Linked DNA regions of Zea mays: region 2 is linked to region 1. Evidence: chromatin contacts called from public Hi-C data. All regions are on one chromosome and are shown on one strand. The core of a region is the stretch at or near the end of the contact, and the rest is flanking DNA. Distances in the headings are between cores, read along the strand shown. Region 1 has its middle 30 kb from the start of LOC109939297. Region 2 has its middle 65 kb from the start of LOC103637641.

The links. A called contact is a pair of places that touch in the nucleus more often than the background predicts.
Region 2: a contact with region 1 is called in a Hi-C map of ear, with 2.7 times the contacts expected there. The contact joins two enhancer-like sites. A contact is called at or near these places in 5 of 25 Hi-C or Micro-C datasets (bundle sheath, ear, endosperm and 2 more).

The regions. Positions count from the first base shown.
Region 1 is chr1:91,111,634-91,118,721 of Zm-B73-REFERENCE-NAM-5.0, forward strand. No RefSeq gene overlaps it. Among protein-coding and RNA genes, the nearest start is that of LOC109939297, 30 kb to the right of the region's middle. Within about 2 kb of position 3,013, at least 19 of the 20 cell types and tissues checked have an H3K27ac peak or open chromatin away from gene starts, as enhancers often do. A contact at or near this core is called in bundle sheath, ear, endosperm and 2 more, where this site is marked.
Region 2 is chr1:91,210,905-91,217,992 of Zm-B73-REFERENCE-NAM-5.0, forward strand. No RefSeq gene overlaps it. Among protein-coding and RNA genes, the nearest start is that of LOC103637641, 65 kb to the left of the region's middle. Within about 2 kb of position 3,732, at least 19 of the 20 cell types and tissues checked have an H3K27ac peak or open chromatin away from gene starts, as enhancers often do. A contact at or near this core is called in bundle sheath, ear, endosperm and 2 more, where this site is marked.

The sequences.
Region 1 (7,088 bases), core at 1,763-4,262:
CCAAGTAACCTATGCACTTACCTTATGCAAATTAGTTCAATTCTGCACTTATATATTTTCTTTGGTTTGTGTTGGCATCAATCACCAAAAAGGGGGAGATTGAAAGGGAAATAGGGTTAACTTTTTCCCAGTATTAATTTTGGTGGTTGAATGCCCAACACAAATATTGGACTAACTACTTTGCTCTAGATTGTATGTTCTACAGGTGCATAAAGGTTCAACACAAACCAATAAAAGATTGAAGTTAGGGATCAAATTCAAAGGAGCAAAGAAACCGAGTGTGCTCTGGTCTGGTGCACGAGACTGTCCGGTGTGCCACCGGACAGTGTCCGGTGCACCAGGACCGTACAGAGTCCAACTAGCCACTCTCGGGTTTCTTCAGGCGCACTCCGTTATAACTCACCGGACTGTTTGGTGTGCCACCGGACTGTTCGGTGCACCAGCGGAGCAACGACTACTCCGTGCAACGGTCGACTGCAAAAGCGCGGTGATCAGATGAACAGTGAGGAACAGTGCGCGCAGAGTCAGAGCCGCAGGTCAGATGCGCACCAGACACTGAACAGTGCCTATCCGGTGCGGCACCGGACTGTCCGGTGCCACTAGAGGACAAAGCCTCCAACGGTCAAAAGCTCCAGAATCCTAACAGTTGGGTGACGTGGTTGGCGCACCGGACAGTGTCCGGTTCGCCCATCGACAGCAGCCTGCCCCAACGGTTGTTTGGCGGTTGAGGGCTATAAATACCCCCCAACCACCACCACCCCAAGCATCCAATATTTCTGAGTATCACATTCATTACAAGAGCTCTAGCATTCACTCCTAGATACAATTGAAAAGATCAAAGCCTCTCCAAGTCCCCAATTCATCTCAAACATTTAGTGACTTGAGAGAGAGAGAGATTTTGTGTTGTTTTGAGCTCTTGCCTCTTGGATTGCCTTCTTCCTTTCTCATTTCTTTTCTCAAGTGATTTGTAATCGAAGCAAGAGACACCTAAGTGTGTGGTGGTCCTTGTGGGGTCTAAGTGACCCGGGAGATTAAGGAAAAGGCTCACTCGGTCTAAGTGACCGTTTGAGAGAGGGAAAGGGTTGAAAGAGACCCGGTCTTTGTGACCACCTCAACGGGGACTAGGTTCTTTAGAACCGAACCTCGGTAAAACAAATCACTGTGTTCATCCGCTTTATTTCTTGATTGATTTGTTTTCCCCTCTCTTTTGGACTCGGATTTAATTCTAATGCTAACCCCGACTTGTACTGTGTGCTTAAAGTTTATAATTTCAGATTTCGTCTATTCACCCCCCCTCTAGGCGACTTTCACTAAGGTCACCAACGGTAGTAGACAACTCGACATTGGTTTTGCTACGAACACCAACGATGCTTGTTGCAAACCCAACAGGAAGGCTCGTGTCCGATATGTGCACCTTGGCAATGGATGAAGATGAGCATATGGTGTCACTACAACTGACATTCATGTTCTCGTTGCGATGATCCTAAGATATCCTCCACTTGATATCGAGCTGACAACAATCATCATAAATGTTCTAGCCATGCAAGTCTCCAAAGGCTTCAGTAACATGATGCTTTAAATGGAATACCACTTGAGCAAAAATAGGATATGGCCCTTCAAGCACGTGCACAATCCAAATTGCAGACTGTGATCAAACTTTGGATGTTGCTCCCACTGTCCAAATCTAACCTCAAAGTGCAACAACTACTAGCGTTGATCTTCCCAACATCCAATACAAGAGAGGAAAAGAATTCCAGGAATCTGAATGCCTCTGATACCAATTGTTAGTGATCCACTCAAGCCACCACCATGAACACGCACAATAAGCACTATTGATCCAATACAGTGTGAGATAAATCGAGTTTGCAGCAGAGAGTAAGCAGGGGGTCGAAGAGGACTACAATTACATATGCGAATCAATAGAATCCCTAGACCAAAAGAACTAGTAGAGAGCGGATTTAGGGGAAGATGACCCGTAGAGGATAGGAATACCGAAGTGGAAAGAAGTTCTCTTCTGATTATTCGATGCCCCCGATTGTGTACTGCATTTGCCATCTTGTACTCCACTCATGTGCACCATTATGGCCCACAACCCATTAACTGATGGTCCATACCGTATTTATTCGGTATTTTACCATTGGTAACGAATTCGATAATTTTTCAGAAAAATATTAAATGTGAACTGGTCTTTGTAAATTCATAATAAGTTCATCTTAACTTAGAAAAATATGAAACAAAATTTATTGTTTTCCTAAAATCAAAATCTATGTAATGGTATTTAGTTTAGAGTTGTTCAAAACTTTTATAGATCTTATTTATAGTTTCTTTCCAATTATTACTCTTGATACATATGTTCATAGCACGAGAGTCTTAGAAGGACCAGAATGACTTCAATTATGTTGACTTTCTAACTATATGTATGTGTGTATAGTGTTGTCACTTGTATTTGTAAGATGTTCATTTAATGTCTTGTGAGATCTATCTATTACGGTCGTCTTCTAAGATCTATTTTCTAACATCTCGCAAAATCTATTAAAGTGGTTTGGCTACTCATACTAAAATCTATTTTCTAATTGGTTCACACATATTGTTGTATGATATCGATCAAGTCATATACTTATATATGGCTTGTGTCATGTTCTATGTTTTGATATGTTTATCGGTTTAAATAATCTCGTTTTTGTAATTTTCTATCGTTATCGATGCACTTTCGACTGTATATTTTTTATCGACATAATCGAAATATCGATACCGTTTCGTTTCCCACAATATCTTATCGTTTTCGTTAAAATAATTTAAAAGTGAAAGTGGTGGACCCTTTTTTCAATCGTTTTCACCCTGGTCCTTCTCCTGCATGCTAGGAGCGCAGTAGGGCTTCATGGCGCAAGACGATTGGACCGAAACCACCCTCGGCCAAGCCTAGCACGAAGCGCGGGGCCGGGGCAGAGCAGAGTCCAGAGCGCGTGCGCGGTGCACTACCGGGCCTGTAGTGGGCGCCGGCCGCCGGCCACGGCATGTTCGGGACGTTCGGTTCGTTTTCCCCTGTACACGGTGCCCTACTGCCCTCTGCGCTGTGGGGTGGACGAGTGGTGGTGCGGACGCGCGGGCGAGCATGGCAGACAAGGAACATGTTGGGCGCACATGGGGGGAGCGCGTGCGCCGGGAGGGGAGACTGGGAGAGCCGAGCCGTGGCCCGTGGCGACTGGCGAGAGCTAGGGATGGTCAACCGGCACATGCCCATGCCATGCAGCCGTCCATCCAGCACCAACAGCCCAACACCAACACCCCCCTGACCTATCGACGCTGCTGTTTTGCGCACGACAGCCCCGGGCAGTCGACCCGTCGTCGTTCACCGCGTTCGCCACCATATTTCAGCGGGCACCAGTGTTGAAAAATATCCTGCTATATCCGGCTGGTTTTTTTTTCCACGCACAGCCCGACGAAGCGACGTTGCGTTGTCGGAACCGTTGGGCTGGCACGCCGCGCATGTCCTGTTTTTTTTTTTGTTATCGTCTCTGAAACCCACAGGATGTCAGGAAGCCAAGGCGTGTTGTGCCACAGGACAGAGCTGAGCAGGAAACAGAATTACCCGACACGACATGCGATGCGAGGAGAAGCGTGCGAGGCCTGCGGCTGCGGATCCGCAGCCTCCTGGGCCTGGGCCTGGGCCTGGGCCTGGTCCTGCATGTGGCGACGCCGTGCCAATTGCGACCGGAGTCCGTCCAGCTGCGCGTTTCTGGAATCCAAGGAGACCCATCCCAATCATGGAGGCGTCGCCGGTTCACTTGCCGCAAACAGCCAAGGAAGCCGGAGAAGGAAAGGGCAGACAACGCAACACTGCCATGGCTGCTAGCCTGCTACCCTGATCTTTCAACACACACAGCAGGGCATGCATGATGCATGCAGTGCAAATCCATGTGCCACAATCCTGATAAAGTCTTGATCGGTTATTACTGTCACATATAAGGTCTTTTCGGTTACAAGAGAATAAATCCCTATAGATTTAATCCAGGTCTAGATTTATTGAATTCATACATCACACTTAATCCCACACCCAATTATATAGATCTAGATTGAGAGCAAAACGACAAGCCTAATAACGTCCTTAACCATATGCTTCGCAGATACCACGTCAGGTGCATTGTCACTGGCTTTTAGCATAGGGTTGCGACTTGCGTGGCCACTCGTAAGTCGCCACCAGGACTGCTAACTTGTAAAAAATTGCTGCAACGGTTATTTTATAATTTTTCAAAAAATACAGGACACATCGTGAAGTAACATAAATATACTAAACTTCATATTAGTGCTCTATCCTTAGTTTCTACAACATCATAAACCTTTTCTTTCTTGATAATGTAATTTGTTTCAAAAAAATACTTGATTTAGAGCTTAACTATTGGAGCTCAACTTCTTTTCATTCCTAAACACTTTAAATAATATAATATTAGAATTTTGGCTCATTATTTGAGGCACCTCAAGGTGCCTCAAAATATTGCCATATAGTTTAAAATACTACATAATTTAAAGTGTTTAGGGCACTGAGAACAAATTGGGCTCCAAAAGGTAAGTCTTAGATCATGTATTTTAGGAAGTAAATTATATTATTAGTAAAGAAAATATTGAGAATGATATATAAAACAAGAATAGGACACTAATATGTGGTGTAGTATATTTGGGGCAATTCATAAAAAATTTGTAAAATAGAGGTATTGTTAGAGTTGTTTTTTTACAAGTTGAGTCATATATTTTAAGATAGGATACTGATTTAAGGCTATATTGGAGATGCTTAGTACCTAAGGTTTGTCTGGATTCTAGCCTAAGACATCACGACTTGTAGCCTAACTTTTTTGTCTAAGATTAGTCCTTTAACTCGAACGATTAAGATTAATCAAGATGTAGCGTCTTAGACAAAAAACCAAAAATACCCTAGTAGCAATGGTTTGGAGCCTGCCAAGGGTCTCGTATAAAGTCGTATACAAATATCATGTTTTATAGATCAAAAGATGAGAGTTGATGGGTAGGCTAACTAGTCTATTGTTGCCAATTTGCCAACAGGCGCCTGCTAGATCTTGTAACAAATAAAACAAGAAGCTCTAAGGTAGACAAAATTGTAAGTTAGCAAGGTTCACCAAACTGGATCCCTAGAAAAAACCGGTTGGGGCCAGTATCTGATTAATCGTGATAAATCAATGGAAACTAGTAGAAATCGTCTGAATTCAAAATCAAACCAATTTTTGAATTCCAACAGCTCGAGACCGATTAATTGGTTAATAAGCTGGTAAATCGACAACACTGGTGCAAAAAACAAACCACTTGTTTTTTGGCAAATAAAGGACACTGAGGTTCTATAATTTGAACAAAAGATGACACAAATGTTATCACAAATATAATAACAACATTTAGCGGTTCAAATACATTACATGCCATTGTTTCATAGTGTCGGCGTTTCGAGACCGGGGGTCACTCAGGCCGACGAGTGAGTGCCGCGTGTCCCAGCCCAGATGGGTCGAGCGCGTGGGCGAGCACAAAGGGGGGAGAGGAGCGAGGCGGCCGGAGCCCGGCGTGGGAGTAGTGGGAATCCCGCGGCCTTCGTGTTCGTCCCGCGCCCAGGTCGGGTGCGCTTGCAGTAGGGGGTTACAAGCGTCCACGCGGGTGAGGGAAGCGAGCGGCCCCAAGGGAGCGCCTATCTCGTCCTCGTCCCCGCGCGGCCAACCCTCTCTAAGAGGGCCCTGGTCCTTCCTTTTATAGGCGTAAGGAGAGGATCCAGGTGTACAACGGGGGGTGTAGCGAGGTGCTACGTGTCTAGCGGGGAGAGCTGACGCCCTAAGTACATGCCAATGTGGCAGCCGGAGAGATCTTGGCACCCTGTTGGTGTGATGTCGTGGCTGTCGGAGGAGCGACGGTGCTTGGCGGAAGGACAGCTGTTGGAGCGGTCGAGTCCTTGCTGACGTCCGCCTGCCTTCGTAAGAGAGCTGGGGGCCGCCGTCGTCACAGAGCGTGCGGGGGCGCCATCATTGCCTATCTGGCAGAGCTAGCCAGATGGGACACCGGTCTTGTTTCCTACGGCCCGAGGCGGCTCGGGGTAGGGTGATGATGGTGCCTCCTGTTGACGTGGCTGGCCCGCGCCCTAGGTTAGGCGACGTGGAGGCTCCTCCGAAGCCGAGGTCGAGTCTGTCTTCCGTGGCCGAGGCCGAGCCCCTGGGTCGGGCGAGGCGGAGGTCGTTCGGCGGAGGCCAGGGCGGAGTCCGAGCCCTGGGGTCGGGCGAAGCGGAGTTCGTCCTCTTCTGGGGCCGAGCCCGAGTCCGAGCCCTGAGGTCGGGCGGAGCGGAGTTCGCCGTCTTCCGGGACTTAGCCCGAGTCCGAGCCCTGGGTCGGGCGGAGCGGAGTTCGCCGTCTTCCGGGACTTAGCCCGAGTCCGAGCCCTGGGTCGGGCGGAGCGGAGTTCGCCGTCTTCCGGGACTTAGCCCGAGTCCGAGCCCTGGGTCGGGCGGAGCGGAGTTCGCCGTCTTCCGGGACTTAGCCCGAGTCCGAGCCCTGGGTCGGGCGGAGCTTCCTATGGCGCCTTTGGTAGGACCCGACCGCCTGTCAGTCTCACTCTGTCAAGTGGCGCTGTAGTCGGAGTGGCGCATGCGGCGCTGTCCTTCTGTCAGACCGGTCAGTGGAGCGGCGAAGTGACGGCGGTCACTTCGGCTCTGCCGGGGGGGCGCGTCAGGATAAGGTGTCAGGCCACCTTTGCATTAAATGCTCCTGCGACTCGGTCGGTCGGTGCGGCGATTTAGCCAGGGTTGCTTCTTAGCGAAGGCAGGGCCTTGGGCGAGCCGGAGATGTGTCTGCCATTGGAGGGGGGCCTCCGGCGAGACGGAAACCTTCCGGGGCCGGCTGCCCTTGTCCGAGGCTAGGCTCGGGCGAGGCGTGATCGAGTCGCTCGAATGGCCTGATCCCTGGCTTAATCGCACCCATCATGCCTTAGCAGTTTAATGCTGATGGGGGTTACCAGCTGAGAATTAGGAGTCTTGAGGGTACCCCTAATTATGGTCCCCGACAGTAGCCCCCGAGCCTTAAAGGGAGTGTTAACACTCGCTTGGAGG
Region 2 (7,088 bases), core at 2,482-4,981, 100 kb after region 1:
CCAAGCAACCTTTGCACTTATATTATGCAAACTAGTTCAATTCTGCACTTATATATTTGCTTTGGTTTGTGTTGGCATCAATCACCAAAAAGGGGGAGATTGAAAGGGAAATAGGGTCAAACCTTTTCCTAAATGATTTTGGTAGTTGAATTGCCCAACACAAATAATTGGACTAACTAGTTTGCTCTAGATTATATGTTCTACAGGTGCCAAAGGTTCAATACAAACCAATAAAAATACACAAGTTAGGGTTCAAAACAAAGGAGCAAAAGAAACCGAAGAGAACTCTAGTCTGACGCACTGGACTGTCCGGTGCACCAAGCTGAATCGACCTCAACTCTTCACCTTCGGGTTTCTAAGGCCGTGCTCCACTATAATTCACGGGACTGTCCGGTGGGTCACCGGACTGTCTGATGTGCCAAGCGGAGCAACGATCGCCAGTACAACGGTCGACTTCAACGGTCGGCTGACAACGTGAACAGTGCGCGGACAGTTCGCGCAGAGTCAGAGCAGCGCCAGAAGGCGCACCGGACAGTGAACAGTGCATGTCCGGTGCCCCAAGCTGTCAGAGCTCCAACGGTCGAAACCGTCAGAACCGTAACGGTTGGGTGACGTGGTTTGCGCGCGGGACAGTGTCCGGTGGCGCACCGGACTGTCCGGTGTGCTCATCGACAGCAGCCCTCCCCAACGGCTGTTTTGGTGGTTGGGGCTATAAATACCCCCAACCACCACCATTCAAGGCATCCAAGTTTCCAGCAAATTGCATTCAATACAAGAGCTCTAGACTTCACTCCAAGACACAAACAATAGATTAAATCCTCTCCAAAGTCCAAAACCACTCTAAACACTTAGTGACTTGTGAGAGAGATTTTCGTGTTCATTTGAGTTCTTGTCGCTTGGATCGCTTTCTTCTTCCTCCATTCTTGTTCTCAAGAAAATTGTAATCAAAGCAAGAGACACCAAGTTGTGGTGGTCCTTGTAGGGGTCTAAGTGACCCGTTGATTAAGGAGAAAGCTCACTCGGTCTAGGTGACCGTTTGAGAGAGGGAAAGGGTTGAAAGAGACCCGGTCTTTGTGACCACCTCAACAGGGAGTAGGTTTGCAAGAACCGAACCTCGGTAAAACAAATCACTGTGTCATCCGCTCTATTTCTATGGTTGATTTGTTTTCACCCTCTCTTTCGGACTCGGCTTTATTTCTAACACTAACCCCGGCTTGTAGTTGTGCTTAAAAGTTTGTAAATTTCAGATTCGCCTATTCACCCCCCCCCCTCTAGGCGACTTTCAGTAGGCATTGGCCGAACCACAACAAAAAACGTTGTGTCTCTTGTCCATTTACTTATTGCGATTACTGTCTTCTTGAGTTCTCTACTCACTTGCAATATTGCTCCTAAGTTTAATACTCATCTCAAAGGAACAATCAAGTGAAGAGTTTTCCCTTCTCTCTTTTCATCCTAACTTGGTTTTTAGTTCTCAGTAACACCTATTATAAACCAAGTTTGTGTTGTTTAGAGTTAATTTTGCAGGATCGCCTATTCATTCCCCTCCAGGTGCTCTCAATTATGATCTTTGATGGACTTTTGTTACACTATCATAGAAGTTGCAATGAACGAATGCCTAGAGCGATGAATTATATCTGAAGTGTGTATTATTGCAACTATATTATCCCCAAAGTCCTATAGAAGGACATGTCACTTGCTTTGCACAACTATGTATAATTATGGTGTAAAAATAGAAAAATATAGCATCCAATATCATCCATTCTCATTATTACAGATGAACAATAAGATACATATACTGGAGAATATGTTTGAGTTATGAGGGATGATAACTTTGACAGATGTCATCGTTAGGGAGAGTGAACGCTTAATGTTGATCACAATCGTGAGACACTGAATGTCATATTGTATCTTGTATGCCTTGAAGGCGTTAGCTTGATTATCGATGTGTGAACATTTATGGAAGTTTTTACCAGATATGTAGATCCAGTCGATCGAACACCACCAGTCAAAGTGACTTATTTATGCTGATATGTGCACTTACATCGTGTATTCTAAAAGTGAGTTGAAGTTCCTGAATAATCCTAGCAACAATATGCAATGCGCTTGCTCAATCTCTATGTGCATATACTTCCAGAAGAGGATGTTTTGCCATATTGAGACAATTTTGTAAGGATCAGGGGGAGCACAATCCTAGAGTTAGCCCTTACAAAAGTTTCAATGGAATCAAGATCTAGAATATCGAAATCTGTTCTGATGACACTAGTTGTACTCTTTTTCCCTTGGTGAGTTTTTTCTGAAGTTTCTCGCATAAGGTTTTTAACGAGGCAACAAAGTGCAAATGCAATTTGCGCCACCATACGCTCTTTCTCCATATTTTTCCACTCAGTTTCTGTGAGTTTTTATGAGACATGTGTTGGTCGTGGTATTCACCCAAGGCAGAGTGCTAAGAAACCCTAACGAGGGCCTATGTGGGTAAATACCGGTTTTACCTCTGAGAGGTCTTACGTTTCTATATAAGCAACATGTACACTACCTCATAATACAGTGAAGATGCCCAACCTTAATCATGTGTCTCGTGTATTCTCTGTTGTGCTTATGGGAAAAGAGACGAGTCTTTAACATCTTCTCGCATTTAATGACGAGAGAGAATAAAGCGAATCTAAAGATCTGTGATAACGTAGCTATATTTCTCGAGAATTAGAATCGGTCCTAGGGATGGCAACGGTTAAAATATCCGCGGATACTGTCTCTGGACACCCATATCCGCGACTTATATCCGATATCCGAACTCGTACCCGTTATCCACCATGGATAACAAACAGTATCCACATCCGTTACCCGCGGATAACGGATATCCGCGGATATATCCGTTTGCCCACTACACATACAAAATATTTAAATCCAGCAAATTCAAACATGATATCATATTTGTCCAACAAACAAATTTAAATATGATAAAAACATAAAGTCATACAGAATCTGTCCAGCAAATTCAAACATGATATCATATTTGTCCAGCAAATATAAAATTGTCTAGCAAAATCAGATCTGAGCTTCCTCTTTGATCCTGATGAAGCAGGCGGCCAGGCACGTAGGGAGTCAGCGATGCAGGGAGCCAGGGACTGAGGACAAGCTACGCAGGGAGTCAGCGATGCAGGGACTGAGGACGAGCTGGAGATCTGCGCTCTGTGCCCGGGAGCCGCGCAGGGAGCCAGGGACCCGGACCGGTAGGGGGCAGCGACTGCGGGGGTCTGGGAGAGGTGAGATGGAGTGGGCGGTGGCGGTAGGAGTGGCCGAGTGGGAGAGGACAGAGGAGGAGAGAATGAGATCGGAGAATGGACTGGCCGAGCGAGGGCTTCGCTAGATTGATGGAAGCATGGAGATTGGAGAACGGTTGTGGCCTTGTGGGCTGTGGCGATGTGGCCCATGGGCCTGCGGGACGGGTGTAATTTTAACGGATATTCGGGTAATTGGGTATGGATATTGATTTTTCCTATCTGTTTTAAAAATATCCACGGATATCAAGTGCTACTCGTATCTGTATCCATGTATACAGACTCGTACCCAAAACTGTGTCCAACAGATTTTTTATCCGCGGGTACGCGGATAAATGACATCCATTGCCATCCATAATCGGTCCACCGCTCGCATAAGGAGCTGAGCGGCGCGGGGGTGGCGAGACACGGGCCAGGTAACTGATCCGGCCCAGCCCACGTGCGCGCGCGTGCTCCCCGCGCACCGTCGCTGCAGGATCAGCACGGCATGGGCTCGCCTGATGCGATGCGTTGTCGGTGGCGTGTGGCGTATGCCGGGCCCCGGCCCACGGGGCCTCTCTCCGATCTCCTTCTCTGGCTCCGGCGCGAATGAGCGCGGTTGCTTTGCCCCGTCCGCGCTGCTTATCGGGTCGGGGGATGCGAGGACCTGGTGGCAGGCACCACACCAGGGAGGCAGTCCGTTGCGCCGCGTCGCTAGCTCGCAGTCGCAGGTCGCAGCGCCTCGCTTCGGCACACGGATCACGCACGCACAGGAAGGAATTGAACGAGCCAGGAAAAGCCGGAGTGGCTAAGCCAAGCTGGCTTTTACCGGAGCCGCGGAGCGGGATGGACCGGCCGTCTCTTTCTGCTCATGTTTCCTTCGCCCTGCTCTTTCTTTCCATATGGTTCACACAACGCTGCGCTGAAAACGGCGTGGATGTTAGCTACCTTGCCACCGGGAGATTGTGTGGATGCCATACTTGCAGCTGCCTCAGACAAACAAGGGAACGCATACAGTTAGTAGAAACTCTGGAACGTCTTGATTGACCAATCATAAATTGGACTAGCTAGTAGCTACAACGCTTTCAGACGCCTTTTTTTTTCTTTACACTCATTCTCACGATGGTCCAATAATTTTTGGAAACTAACTAGAGTCCAGCTAGCAAGACATGATATCGTAGTCTTTGGAAAAGATCGAACGAGCGGAGCAGCTGTAACTCTCGCTCGCCCACCACCACAGGATCGCCGAGGCAATGGCCGACGTCGCCGTCGTGAATCCACAGCCACGCGGACGCCGCCGCCTCCAGTAATCTTTGCTTGTGTGATGCTGCTGTAAAGGTGCTTGATCTGATTGCTGGATCAAGAAGCAATCTATAGCATTGGTTTTTCTCCACTGCGCTACTACTCCATGGACCGCACTCCAGAGTCCAGACAGTTGTCCCTATGATCCTAGGGTATGTACAACTGTGCGTAATAGGGGTGGATGTTCGGCTTATCCAAAAATTTCGGGTCGAATAATTTGGGTATTTTAAATTTTGGATTTTGAGAATCGATACCCGAAATTACAATGGGTTAGGTACTCGGAATTTCGGGTTCGGGTTCGGTATTCCCGAACTACCCGAATTATTGTGTTGGCTTCATAAAAACACATACACCCTATTAAATTAATATAAAAATATAGTTTGAATAATAATATACATGGACATATAAAACACAAGCAATTTACAATCAAAAGTTATGCACACTTACATATAATTATAGATGTACAAATTAATAATTAAGCATGACATGAGTACATGACACATGAAAGTTCGGGTATTTCGGGTACCCGACTGTGATACCCGAATTATCCCGAAATAAATTCGGGTTATGCAAGTTGCTACCCGAAATTTCCAAACAAAAATTGGGTTTCGGGTATTTCGAGTTTGGGTTCGGGTATTCCGGTTTCGGGTTTCGGGTTACGGGTTTTTTGCTCAGCCCTAGTGCATACAAACACTGTGCTCTCGATGTGCGTGTAAAGCTATATGCAGTAGTCTACTCATGATTTATCTAAAAACACTGGTTTACACTATTCTGTATTGTAGTTCGCAGAGTGGAGTTTAAATATAAGTATAGAGATAGGTAAGCTACTGAAGATAGTCTAATAACACACATAAACAGTTGCGTATACATGGTCTTGTTTCAATTTCATACGCTGCTTTGCATGATCCAAGCGTTTGCAACTTCCCGTATGACTCAGAGGCTATGACCATCAGATTATGTATATGGCCGATTGGCTGTGCAAAATAATATTTTTTATTATAGACTATACTATTTATAAAGTGAAATTTAAAATAAAAGTTGAGAATAAGTTACTGGAGATAGCCTAAGAAGTATGCATTCCCTCCAAGGTGTTTAGCTGTTTTATGCTAAAATTCTCCATATCCTAAAAATGACAAACTTTGTCAAGTATGTACTAACAGTTACTCCCTCCATCCTCAATTATAATTTATTTGACTTTTTTGCCACATTTGACGGTCTCGTACTATTCATTTTTTGCGAAAAAATGAAAAATTAAAAGCCATATTTAAAGTATACTAGTCGGTTGCCCGTGCGTTACGACGGCTTACAACAATACCTACATAAACTATCCACCAAAAAAATCTCAAGATTTTTTATTGATTGTCTCCGCTCTCCGTATAATATTTTCTTGATTTGGCTAACTGATGTTATTGTTTACTCCATCTAATATATCTTGGTACAACACGACCAAATGAAGTGAGCGATTAGAAGAGAGTTCACAACGACTGACTGAACGAACATAGATTATAGAATGACATAATTCCACCATACAGAGACCAAATAAGAGAAAGTTTGTGAGCTCAAGTTTTTAAAATAAGTCACATGAACTCAAACTTATAAAAAAGATAGATCAAAATATGGAGTGGTTGCTAAAGTCAGGCATCAATAAAAACTGGATGCGCTCCATATAAATTATGCTACTTCGTAGCAATTACTAACGCTTAAAACCAACAAGTAACCTTTCATTTTACTGTTAGTTTCATTTTACTGTTAGTGTGACAAATCATTGTTGCTCCATCCAATTTAGCAACCTCAAACACCATGGAGTCCATTGCGCCAATGTGGTCTCAGAAACGACCTAATGCTTGCAAGAGCCAAGAACGTCGTGTCGTGCTTGGGCTGTAGACTCGGCTCGTAGTGCTGGCCCGGCCCGACACGATTATATTTTTTATTTTACAAAAAACGTATATACATATATACAATTTATATTCAATATTAAAAACATCTAAGCATGATGTTATACTGGTTAGATAGCTTCACTCAATGTCACCCGTCCTTCTTCTATCAGGGCATGGGTTTGAACCCCACTTCCTGCACCGTTTTTTTAACATTTTACGCTGATTTAATCAAATGAGTCGGTGGGCCGGCCCCGCATAGTCAGCAGGCCGGCATGACGTGCCTAGGCCAGAGCTATGGCCCACGGGCGTCTGGCCCGTACCCGGGCCACCGTTTGGCCATCTATAGGCGTGCAACAGGTTAATTTGAAATAGCTGCGAGAGGTTATTTGTAAAAAAATGACGCGGGACGACCGTTGAAACTGGTGCTTTAAGTATAGTAGATTATATGCTAGACAATATCACAGTAAAAATTAATAATAATTATGATTTTTTTAATAAGACTAGCCGGTCAAACTTGGATAAAAAAGACAAACAAATTATAAATTGGAACGAAGGTCTACAATATAAGATAAATACACTATTAGAGTATATTTTTATCGCAGCTTTAAAGAAACTATACTTAATTAGGGATGAAAACAACTTAAATACAGTTTAT